2 separate regions of the Mus musculus genome follow, and region 1 is linked to region 2. Evidence: chromatin contacts called from public promoter capture Hi-C data. All regions are on one chromosome and are shown on one strand. Each heading gives the region's core, a stretch centred on a gene start, on an enhancer-like site or on the middle of the called end of the contact. The rest is flanking DNA. Distances are from core to core; before and after follow the strand shown.

The links. Promoter capture Hi-C pulls out the DNA fragments that hold promoters and counts their contacts.
Region 1: a promoter capture Hi-C map of hippocampal neurons shows a contact between it and region 2, with 2.7 times the contacts expected there. The contact joins the promoter of Trafd1 here to the enhancer-like site in region 2. A contact is called at or near these places in 3 of 39 promoter capture datasets (hematopoietic stem and progenitor cells, hippocampal neurons and stem cell-derived epiblast-like cells), 1 of 115 datasets of contacts at active chromatin or transcription factors (embryonic stem cells) and 1 of 9 other capture datasets (liver).

What each region holds. Positions count from the first base shown.
Region 1 is chr5:121,384,026-121,389,364 of GRCm38.p6, forward strand. It overlaps Trafd1 (TRAF type zinc finger domain containing 1), which reads right to left and starts at 1,590. Exons shown (of 12, transcript NM_001163470.1): 1 at 1,500-1,590; 2 at 15-79. The coding sequence starts at 61. It overlaps Gm42020 (predicted gene, 42020), which reads left to right and starts at 1,488. Exons shown (of 2, transcript NR_168130.1): 1 at 1,488-1,819; 2 at 2,449-2,865.
Region 2 is chr5:121,148,110-121,153,120 of GRCm38.p6, forward strand. Ptpn11 (protein tyrosine phosphatase, non-receptor type 11) reads right to left here. Exons shown (of 16, transcript NM_001109992.1): 8 at 4,366-4,445; 9 at 4,103-4,261; 10 at 994-1,125. Among named protein-coding and RNA genes, the nearest start is that of Ptpn11, 41 kb to the right of the region's middle. Within about 2 kb of position 2,827, at least 22 of the 459 cell types and tissues checked have an H3K27ac peak or open chromatin away from gene starts, as enhancers often do. A contact at or near this core is called in hippocampal neurons, where this site is marked.

The DNA.
Region 1 (5,339 bases), core at 340-2,839, 230 kb after region 2:
ATTCTATGTCTTACCAGTTGTCACACAGCCTAGAAGCCTGGTCATCTCGAAACTCGGCCATCTCAGCTCTTCCTGAAAACTGCAAAGGAACAGGTATCACTTTCTGTTTCATTTCTGCTCTCGGGATGACAAGCAAAAGAAGAAAAACCTAGGGTATTCCTTTTCATTGCCTTTTCATTTTCAATTTAAAAAAATAGACTTACAAAATGTTGCCCCCCCAAGCCTTAAAATACAAAGAATTCCCTTATGCCCTTCACCCAACTTCAGTAAAAGTTAATGTTATTAAACCCTAATTCTTTTTTTTTTTTAAATTAAATGTAACCAATCCTCAGGCCTTCTTCAAATGTCAGTGAGGAGACCACTATCCCCCTTCTTGGTTCAGTTTCAGTCCTGGGTGACATAAAGCTCTTAGATGTTACTACTTACTCTAATTTGAAAGCTCTCTCTCGTGTCTAATCTCTCACAGCCTTGATCGGCTAATTAGTACCTTAATCAGAGCCTGCTAGCGAAGACTGGCAGTTACTAAGAGTTTCTAGCTACTGGCTAGCTATTTTGTAATCAATCCTTCCATTTGGGGGCGGGGGTTGTCTGGTGTTTTCTTGGACTAAATTCAGGCTCTACACATTTGGCAGGAGTATTCATCAAACTAGCAGGGGCTCAAGCGATACGGGGCTCTGTGTTCCCTGACCAGGCATAAAACTGGGCATGATGGTACATGCCTGTAAATTTACCACTAGGGATATAGAGACAGAAGAATCACAAGTTCAAAACCATCTTGGCGACTTAGTCAGTTCAAGGCCAACGTGGGATGGATTCGACCCTAGTTCCAAAAAAAAAAAAAAAAAAAAGCAAAACCAAATGTAAGCAGAGCGCTAATATTGGACATCTTATCAAATGGTACGACACTGCCTACTTAGGTGTTTCTCCTCGGTCAAATCTGAGGCCCTCCCACCCGGGCTCGCAGGGCAAGAGCAGTCAGCTCCAGCCCTTTCTCTCGCTTCCCGTCCAGGATACAAGGCAGCTCCGATGTTTACATCACTCCTTCCCACGACACAGAAATAGACTTCGGCACCGACTGCTAACAAAGCGGCAGGCTGATCTGGACACTGTCAAGTCACCCGCCAGCAGCCTCAGCGCCCGGGCAAACTGACACTGTTTAACGAATCCAAGAGTCCAGTGTAGCAAAGCCCGGAAACCAAGCAAAGGTTCGTTTTCAATAACCTAAGGTGAGTGTCTGCGGGAAAGCACACAGACAAAGAGGGCGGCGGGACGGACAGACAGACCTCTAGCGACGGCAGGGAAGACTCAGCAAACCGGGAGGCCGGGGGAGGCGGAGGCAGGCCGGGCCACACGCCACCGCGGCGCCTCGGGGAGCGGCCGCTCTGCGCTCCGCGGGCCCGGGCGGTTGGAGCGGGCCGAGCCTCCGCCTCCCGCCGCGAGCCTGCGTCACCGCCGCCACCTCCCGCCCCGCCCCGCCCCACCCCGCCGCCCCCGTTCACCTCCGAGCCCAGCGGGAACAGCACCGCCACCGCCGCCTCCGCCGCCCGGAGCCAACAACCGCCCAGCTGCCCAGCCGCTTCCCACCGTCGCCGAGGGCCACGCCCATTGGCCAGCCGTGGGGCCCTGATGGAAGTCCATTGGACCACAGCGCTGCCGTTTCCTCGGGTCCGCCTCCTCATCCTCCATTGGCTCACAGCTCAGGGGGCAGGTTCCGAGGGTCATTTCTCCGCTCCCCACACACACACCTCTGGAAGCGGTGGCATCTACATTGATTGCTAGGATGATGCAGGGCAAACGTGCAGATGAGCCTACGATGACGGTGGGTGGCGTTTGCGCTCTGTCATGGGCCATTAATACCCACACCTTGTCATCCTTGTCATCCTTGTCATGAACGCTTCCTCCTGCCACACCTCTTCGAGGTGTCAGAGATTCCGATGTGCCAGCCAGGGTCTCCTTGCCGGACCTGGTGGCTTCTTCCTGCACCTCCTACCTCATGGATACAAAGGGGCGGGGGGGGGGGGCGGGATTCTAAATCTAAGCTGGCGTGTAAACTGCAAACAACATACAGCTGTGGGACTGGAGAGACACGTCTCCACGGCTAAGAACGCTTGCTACTCTTGGAGAGTTTGGTGTTCAGCACCCACAACAGGTGTTTCAGAACCCCCTGTAAGTCCAGCTGTAAGTCAGGGTATCAAGAGATTAATCATCTCATCACCATCATCTCATCATCATCGTCGTCGTCATCATCGTCATCATCTTAACAAAAGCAGAGCACAGAGGCCCATGCTTTTAATCCCAACATTTTGTCCTCAACTGCCTATGTAGTAAGGATCACCTTAAACTCAATCAATATCCTCCTGCCTCCATCCCCGCCAGTGCTGTTTTTGCAGGCTGAGGCTACCGCATCCAGCTAATTGCCACATGCTTTTATTTCCCTCAATATTTTAGGGAACTGCGGGCTCACTGCTGGCTCTGCGACTGCTGCGGGTGCCCGTGTTTCTGTTTTGTTTGGGGCTTTGGTTGTTTTGAACTAGCAAACTGTTTCTGAACGCGATGGCATCGTTTAAAGTTCCCATTGGGAGTGGAAGAAAGTTCCAGATGCCCCCCCCCCACGTGTTCCCAGGGTGATATAAATACATCCTGAAGAAATAAACAAGAGAATGGCAGTCGTGTCTCCTGGAAACAACTCACAGTCCTCGATGTGAAAGTGACTCAGAGGCTCCTCTGGAGTTTACTGGGGGAGGAAAGGACAACTCAAGAGGAGGACAAACAGCGCGGAAATGCTGAGTTACCTCAGCTTCTGCCTCCTGCCTCCACCTTGGCTTAAAATTTTGGGTTTGTTAAAAATTAAAGATTTTGGCTCGGCATGGTAGCACACGCCTTTTACCCCCCTCCCTCCCAGCTCTGGAGAGGCAGAGGCAAGTGGATCTCTGTGAGTTCGAGGCCATCCTAGTCTACAGAGGGAGTTCCAGGACAGCCAGGGCTACACCGAGAATCCCTGTCTTAACTATTTCATACATCCTGTGTGAAAATGTCATGATGGAAGCATGTGCTACTAAAAGCACTTAAAATGAATAAGATTTGGTCGTGGATGTCCCCCTGTCTCCACACGTGTAGCAGATTAACTGAATCTGAATGTCCTAATCTAAACATCCCCTCTGGGCTCAGACAGTTTCCACACTGACTTTGGAATTTTGGATAAAGCCCCAAGGGAGGTGGTGCCCTGCCCTCTGAGCCCAGCCAAGCTCCAGGCTTTGCCAGGCTGGGGGAGGGGAGCCCCTTATCCTTGCAAAGCCTGGCATTACTACCACCACCACCCCCTTCACGCCCACCTTCCCAACCCCTGCCTCAGCTCCTGGCTCAGCCTCTCCCTGACCGGAAGCTTCCTGTGCTGGTACTTGCCACTAGACCCTTCCCTTCCTCCCTCTGTGGATCCCAGCAGCTGCTGAAATTCACCGATCCCTGGCCTGAGGCCCTGCTTGTCCTAGGGCCTCATGGAAGAGGCCCCATACTTGCTGAATTAGATCAAGTTGTGCATGGCTTTTAACTCTAGCTTCTCCCACTTGATGGTTTGGGGTTTGCTGCTTCCTGATAGACAGTAAACTTTACCCACGGGGGTGGTGGGGGGGGGGAGGACTGGGAGGGAGCGGCTGGAGAGATGGCTCAGCGGTTAAGAGCACTGACTGCTCTTTTAAGGGTCCTGAGTTCAAATCCCAGCAACCACATGGTGGCTCACAACCATCTGTAATGAGATCTGAAGCCCTCTTCTGGTGTGTCTGAAGACAGCTACAGTATACTTACATGTAACAATAAGTAAATCTTTTTAAAAAAAAAAACAAAAGTCACCCTCCTAGTCACTGACCAACACCAAATTTGTTTTCTCTTGAGACAGGATCTAACTGTATAGCCCTGGCTGCCCTGGAGCTCCCTGTATTGACCCAACTGGCCTCAAACCCTCAATGCTGTCTGCCTGAGTGCTGGCATTAAGGACATGCACCACCACACATGACTCTGAATGGGTTATGAAATCGAATTCCCTTTGAAATGTCTTTTTACTCATTAGTGTGTAGCAGGGATGCTGTTAGCGTGGCTTTGGGTCTGAATCAGGTCCCTCCTCTCGCTGTGCTGTGTAGGTTCCAGAGATTAAACGCTAGTTATCAAGAGTAAACAAATACATTTACCCTCAGAGCCATCCCAAGAGTCCTAGGTTCCTTTTTATCTAGCAGGAAGTGAATCTCTGGATCCTTGGCAATGGAGGCAGTGCACAACCCATCTTCTTCTCCAAAGCTGCTGGGACAAACATACTGTCCGTTTGTGTTAGTTTACATTTTATTGGGTTATAGTTACACACAGTAAAGTTCATAAATATTTTATTATATTTATTCATTTGCAAGCCAGTGGTGATAGTGTACAGCTTTATGTCCAGCATTCCGGAGGCAGAGATGGGTGGCTCTCAGAGCCAGCCTGGTCTACAGAGTGAGTTCCTGGGCAGCCTAGACTACACAGAGAAACCTTGCCTCAAAAATATAATAATAGTAATAATAATAATAATATACACACAAAGGAAATGTATTCACGATTGTACAGCCAAGCCATTCTGTTGTTGATTGTCTTGTTAGCACCTACAGTAGCAGCTCCATCTTCCCTCTTTTCTCCATTAATTTCTGTGTCCATGGACTTGCCTGAGGATTTCATATGAAAGGAAGCATGCAACTGGCAAATCTTGTGGCTGGATTTATTTAGTTTATCTATCTGTCTGTCTGTGTATATATCTGTCTATCTTCCCATTCATCTATCATGACTGTGTATATCTATTTGTCTGTCTGTCTATATGTCTGTATGTCTATCTGTCTACCTATCTTGCAGAGCATCTTCTACCTCTGCCTCCCAAGTGCTGGAATTACAGGTGTGTGCCACCACACTTTTTATGTGGTGCTGGGGCTCGAACCCAGCGCTTTGTATCTGCTGGGCAAACACACTGTCCACCTCCAGCCTCTTTCCCATGCTTTCTTTTCTGTGCTGGAGGTCACAAGTTACACTGTGCGCTGAGCGCCTGCCTCAGCCCTGGTTCCGTTTTTTGTTTTTTGTTTTTTTTGTTGTTTTTTCATAGTCGCAGCAATATCCATTATTACTGGGGACACAGTTGTGAAACCGGCGCTAGAAATCAGTTCCCCATGGGAGGCACTCGGCTCTGGAACATTCTGGGGGTGTGTTTTCTGAAATGCAATGTGCACACTATTTTTCCAGTTCTGAAACAGAGAGCCGTTGATGTATTTGTCCCAGCTATTGAAGAGAAGGAGGAATGATTGGAGGTTAGATTGCGGGCCAGCTACGCTGTT
Region 2 (5,011 bases), core at 1,577-4,076:
AAGGCTATTTCCAACAAGACCTAACCAAGAGTATTTCTGCAATACCCTCCTGAAATTCTCCTGCCCAGTCAGTATCCCATTTTCCTGCAGTCAGGCTATCAGGATGTGGCTCAGACAACGCCTGTGCCCAAAAGGTTATGCAGAGGCCCAACCTCACGCCAGCTGGAGAAGCCACACTCAGGTCACCTCAGCCTGAAGCACAGCTATCTAAGTGTAGGGCTTCTCAGCATACCTGACTTTAATCCATGAGGATAAAAGTAGATTTCTTAATCTAGGAATCCCCAAAGAAATCAAACAAGGCCCTTGTAAACACACAACAACATGACTCCGAGCCAGCCACTCCAGGACTAAGCCTGAGCCACAGGCCATGGAGAAGAGCTCCAGCACTAACCTTGCTCACAGACTTGATCACAGCCTGGGACGGTAGCTGCTCCCCTACCTGGAGCCTGTTCTTCTGCCTGCATGCACAGCCCCTCTGGCTGGCAACTCAGCAAGTGTCACCTCTCAGAGGCCCTACCTACCTACCCTGTGTCATGTCACAAGAGTTGAAGGCTGCCAGGCAGTGGTGGCACACGCCTTTAATCCCAGCACTCGGGAGGCAGAGGCAGGTGGATTTCTGAATTGGAGGCCAGCCTGGTCTACAGAGTGAGTTCCAGAACAGCCAGGACTACACAGAGAAACCCTGTCTCGAAAAAACAAAAACAAACAAAAACAAAAAACAAAAAAACAAAAAACAAAAAAAGAGTTGAGGGCCAGGAAGCTGCAGTTACCCTTACCCCCATCTCTCCACGCTCTGTGAGGGCAGGACCTATGCCTGCCTTCCTCACAAGGGAAGATAGTGGCAAACTGGGCTCAACAGCTATGAGGCACCCGACGTGGCGCTCAACCAGTGAGTGACAGGACACAGGACAAAGGTTGAATGCGAGCAGAGTACCACAGTGACTTCGAAACATGGACAGCTACACAGTGTCTAGAATACGACAATATACTTACTTGTCCGACCTTAGAGAGTTTGAGCTCTCGTAAAGTGTAGTCATGGGCGGCACTTTCTTTGACGTTCCTAACACGCATGACCCCGTATTCTTTGAGCGCATACTCATCAGGCCAGTACTTGACACATTTGCTCTGGAAGGAACCACAAGGAGCCTGTTAATTAATGTCCCAAGCCCTAGTGAAAATCCAGACCTGCAATGACCAATCATCCCAGGCCTGCTGGTGACAGCAGCAGGAGGCTCCTCCTGGGACAGGAGCCTGCCTCTATCCTCTAGAATGCCAACAAGAGAACAATGCAAATGAGCAAGGCAGGCCACAGGGGGGAGGGTAGGAGGTGCCGCAGGTTGGCCAGATGCCCACCCCATGCCCCACCCACTAGCTACCAGATCAGAGTCAACACCTGCTTATTCAGCTCTGAGGATAAAACAGGCAAAGTGGGAGGGACTGCCCCCAGGCAAGCAGAACTTGCAATTCTAGCATTCTATCAGTTGTTCTGAGAGGACAGGCAGATGGCTGACACTGTCCTATCATGTGTACCTGGATTTCTCTGAACAGTATGAACAGCTCACTCAGAGGGGCAGCCAGGGTTCTGGGCCAGCTGCTTTCTCTATATCCAGACTCATCTGACACCAACCACACACCAGCTTCCCAAAACCAAGAACACAGTCTGCAATGGCTGTTGGCTTCAAGAACAGATTGGGGGGGGGGGGGGGGGAGCTGGGGGCTGGGTGAGATGGCTCAGTGGTTAAGAGCGCCGACTGCTCTTCCAAAGGTCCCGAGTTCAAATCCCAGCAACCACATGGTGGCTGGCTCACAACCATCCGTAACAAAATCTGATGCCCTCTTCTGGAGTGTCTGAAGACAGCTACAGTGTACTTACATATAATAAATAAATGAATCTTGAGAAAGAAAGAAAGAAAGAAAGAAAGAAAGAAAGAAAGAACGAACGAACAGAGGGGGGAAGCACACACCATTATTGATTTATGTATTGAGTATTGGCACTTGGGAAGCAGAGGCAAGCAGGTCTCTGTGAGCTCAGGGACAACCTGATCTACATAGCAAGTTCCAGGCCAGCTAGAGCTGCATAGTGGTACCCTGAACAGATAAACTGAAAGCTGAGTGTGCACACTTGTAGTCCCTGAAGACAGAGGCAGGAGAATCACTTCCAGTGTAAGTCTGGATTGCTCTACATAGTGAATAGCAGGCCAGCCAGAACTATATAGCAAGATCCTGTTTCAAAACAAACACCAGGGCAGGCAGCTGAGAAAGAAGTAACAATGACATAAAGGTAAGAAGCCTTGTCCAGCCGAGGAATGAGCCTGTGTTATCTCCAAGAGGAACAGTTCCATCATCTACCAATGATAAGTCCAAGACAGAACATGCTCTGCTTCTGTCTTTCTGGAAATCGTCACACTCACTTTCTAAAACCACCCATGTGAACATCAGCAAGGAAAGTTTACATCAAAGTCTAGAAATGCTGAGTAACTTACAGGTGGTAAAAAACAAGAGGACAGCTAGCTACAGAGCTTAGTAACTAACCCAGAAAGGACCCCGAGACAGAAGGAGCAGCTGATGGAATATGTGATTTTTATTCTAAATTCAGCCTTTGCATTTGACCGTCTGGTAGGATTTCTATCACTGCCAACGTAATGGTGCTGTTTTCTGACCAATCAATTCAAGGATTGCTCTGGTCACTACAGAGGCCTCAACAGAGAACACAAAACCACCCTGCCTTGAAAAGAGACATTTCAGCTGACTCACAGCACCTGCGGCCCTCTGCTTAGTGGTTTGCATGTTGCAGGACTGCTGCGTAGGAGAGCTGCCACAATCTGGTTTTGCTTCTGTGCAGTGAGGGACACAGGCTGTAAACAAAGGCTGTCAAGAGACTCCAGAACTACTGTGCACACTCCCAGGGTGACATGAAGGACTGGGTCAAGGAGGTGAGGACTGGAGCTGAGCACAGGCACCAGGTACCATTCTGCCCAGGCTCTCTGCTCTGGAGTTTTCAACTGCACTTCCAATGGTGGCTAGCCTGATTCCTCTGTTACGAGCCCATGTCCTCTGTGCTAGATGAACTCTGACCTTTCCATCAAGCAGAAAGCAGGAACTGGGAAGAGCTGTAACTGAGAAGAGCCCAGGAACTCAGGACACCTAACATCACTGCTAAAGGCATGCAAAAGTACACCAACCAAAACCCTGCACCATCACTTGCCTCTCAGTTGCCAGGCTCAACTACCAAGAGCCCCACCTGTCTCAGGTTAGCTTCTAAATGTGACTATGAAATTGCACTCAATTTTATGTAAGGCAATAGAGAATATCCAAACAAAAACTCTAACCAGAACACAATTAAAATCCAAATATCAAAAACCTATAAATTGTGGCACACGCCACAAAAGACACAGATGAGCAAAGCACATGTCCTGGCTCAGACAAAGGAAGAGATCCAAGACGACACCACCATGTAGACAGGGGCTAAGGGAGTGGCACTAAGGAGCCTTCTGTATGGGTTCCCTCAAAACCAACTGAGTGGAGTGGGGACATTCCACAGCGCTCCATGAACTCCAATCAGAAAGCACCAATAAGCACGCTGGACCCATGGGTGCTCACATGCATCCCAGCACTTAAAAAGGTAGGAGCATTAAGGGGTTCCTTTAAACACCAGTTTTTTCTACATAGAGCTCAAGGCTAGGCTGAACATAAAACTCTGTATCTTTGAAAAGAAAAAGTTAGAAAAGAGGAGGAGGAGAAGGCAAATAAATACACACACTGAGACCTATCCAGTCCAGCCTTTTTTTTTCCAGAGGATCAGCCAGACCCACCTGACACATTCAATATTTTGTTGTTTGTTTGTTTTCTGAGACAGGGTTTCTATGTAGCCCTGGCTATCTTGGAACTGCTCTGTAGACCAGGCTGGCCTCAAACTCAGAGATCTGCCTGCTTCCTTGTCTTTGGATGCTGAGATTAAAGCCAAATACCACCACAATCCAGAAACACATTCCATAATTTGAATAGTAAAGAATACTTTATCAGATGCTGGGCACACAGAGCCCAGAGCTTGGGGGGTGGGGGTGGGGGGGTGGGGGGGGTATCAGAAAAGATAAGTGTGTACCTTCCCTCTCTCCACTTCCTTTGTGGTCATGACAATGACTCGAGAGTTCTCCTGGAACACCATCCGCCAGAAGTCATTCACCGTGTTCTGCAGGCAGCCTTGAGTGGCAATGTAACTCTTTTTGGGTTTGGAATTGTTGCACTTGGTCTCAAACTCAGGCTAGAAGTCAGGAAGAAAAGCCTTCAAGCATTTGAAAGATGGTGTCATTGGTATAAAGAGGCTTCCAACACATGGCCAGAAAATATAGCCAAAGTCAAGCTTACCATGATGATGTTTGCATTAATGTAATCAGAAACAGGCTCATTGGGATCCCCATCATGCAGAACGACCCTGGTATGATCAACTGAGGAGAAAGAGATGACAGCTGTCAGTCCTCAGCTTCAGCAGAAGCCAGCGGGGCTCAGGCCAGGCCAGTCTAACAATGACTTCCACAGGATCAAATCTCCAGTCAGCACATGTGCAACCTGCCACAACACCTCACTTTCCTGTCTCGGTGATGCTCTGGGGTACAGGCACTGGGTATGAGAACCATTTATGCTATCTTCATAACGTCTTATGGATCCAAAATCATTTCAACCCAAAAGGTTTGGGCTCCTGTTTTTCTTCCTATCTGGGTTTTGGTGACAAAGGTAGGGATTAAACCCAGAGCCTTATACATGCTAGACAAACAGTGTGCCACTCAGCTATATCCCCAGCTGGTTTCTGGTTTTAAAAAGAAGACTAAAGTACTAACAATGACATCTAAGATTTTCAAAGCCACCTAGGGAAAGAGAGGTGGGCCTGAGTACAGACGAAACAAGGCCACACAGGAGCTGGCTACTCCTGAGGCTGGGCAACAATATGTCAGCTTTTGTATGTTGATATATTCCACATGTTCTATAACAAAAGGTTTCTTAAGGAGACAGAGTA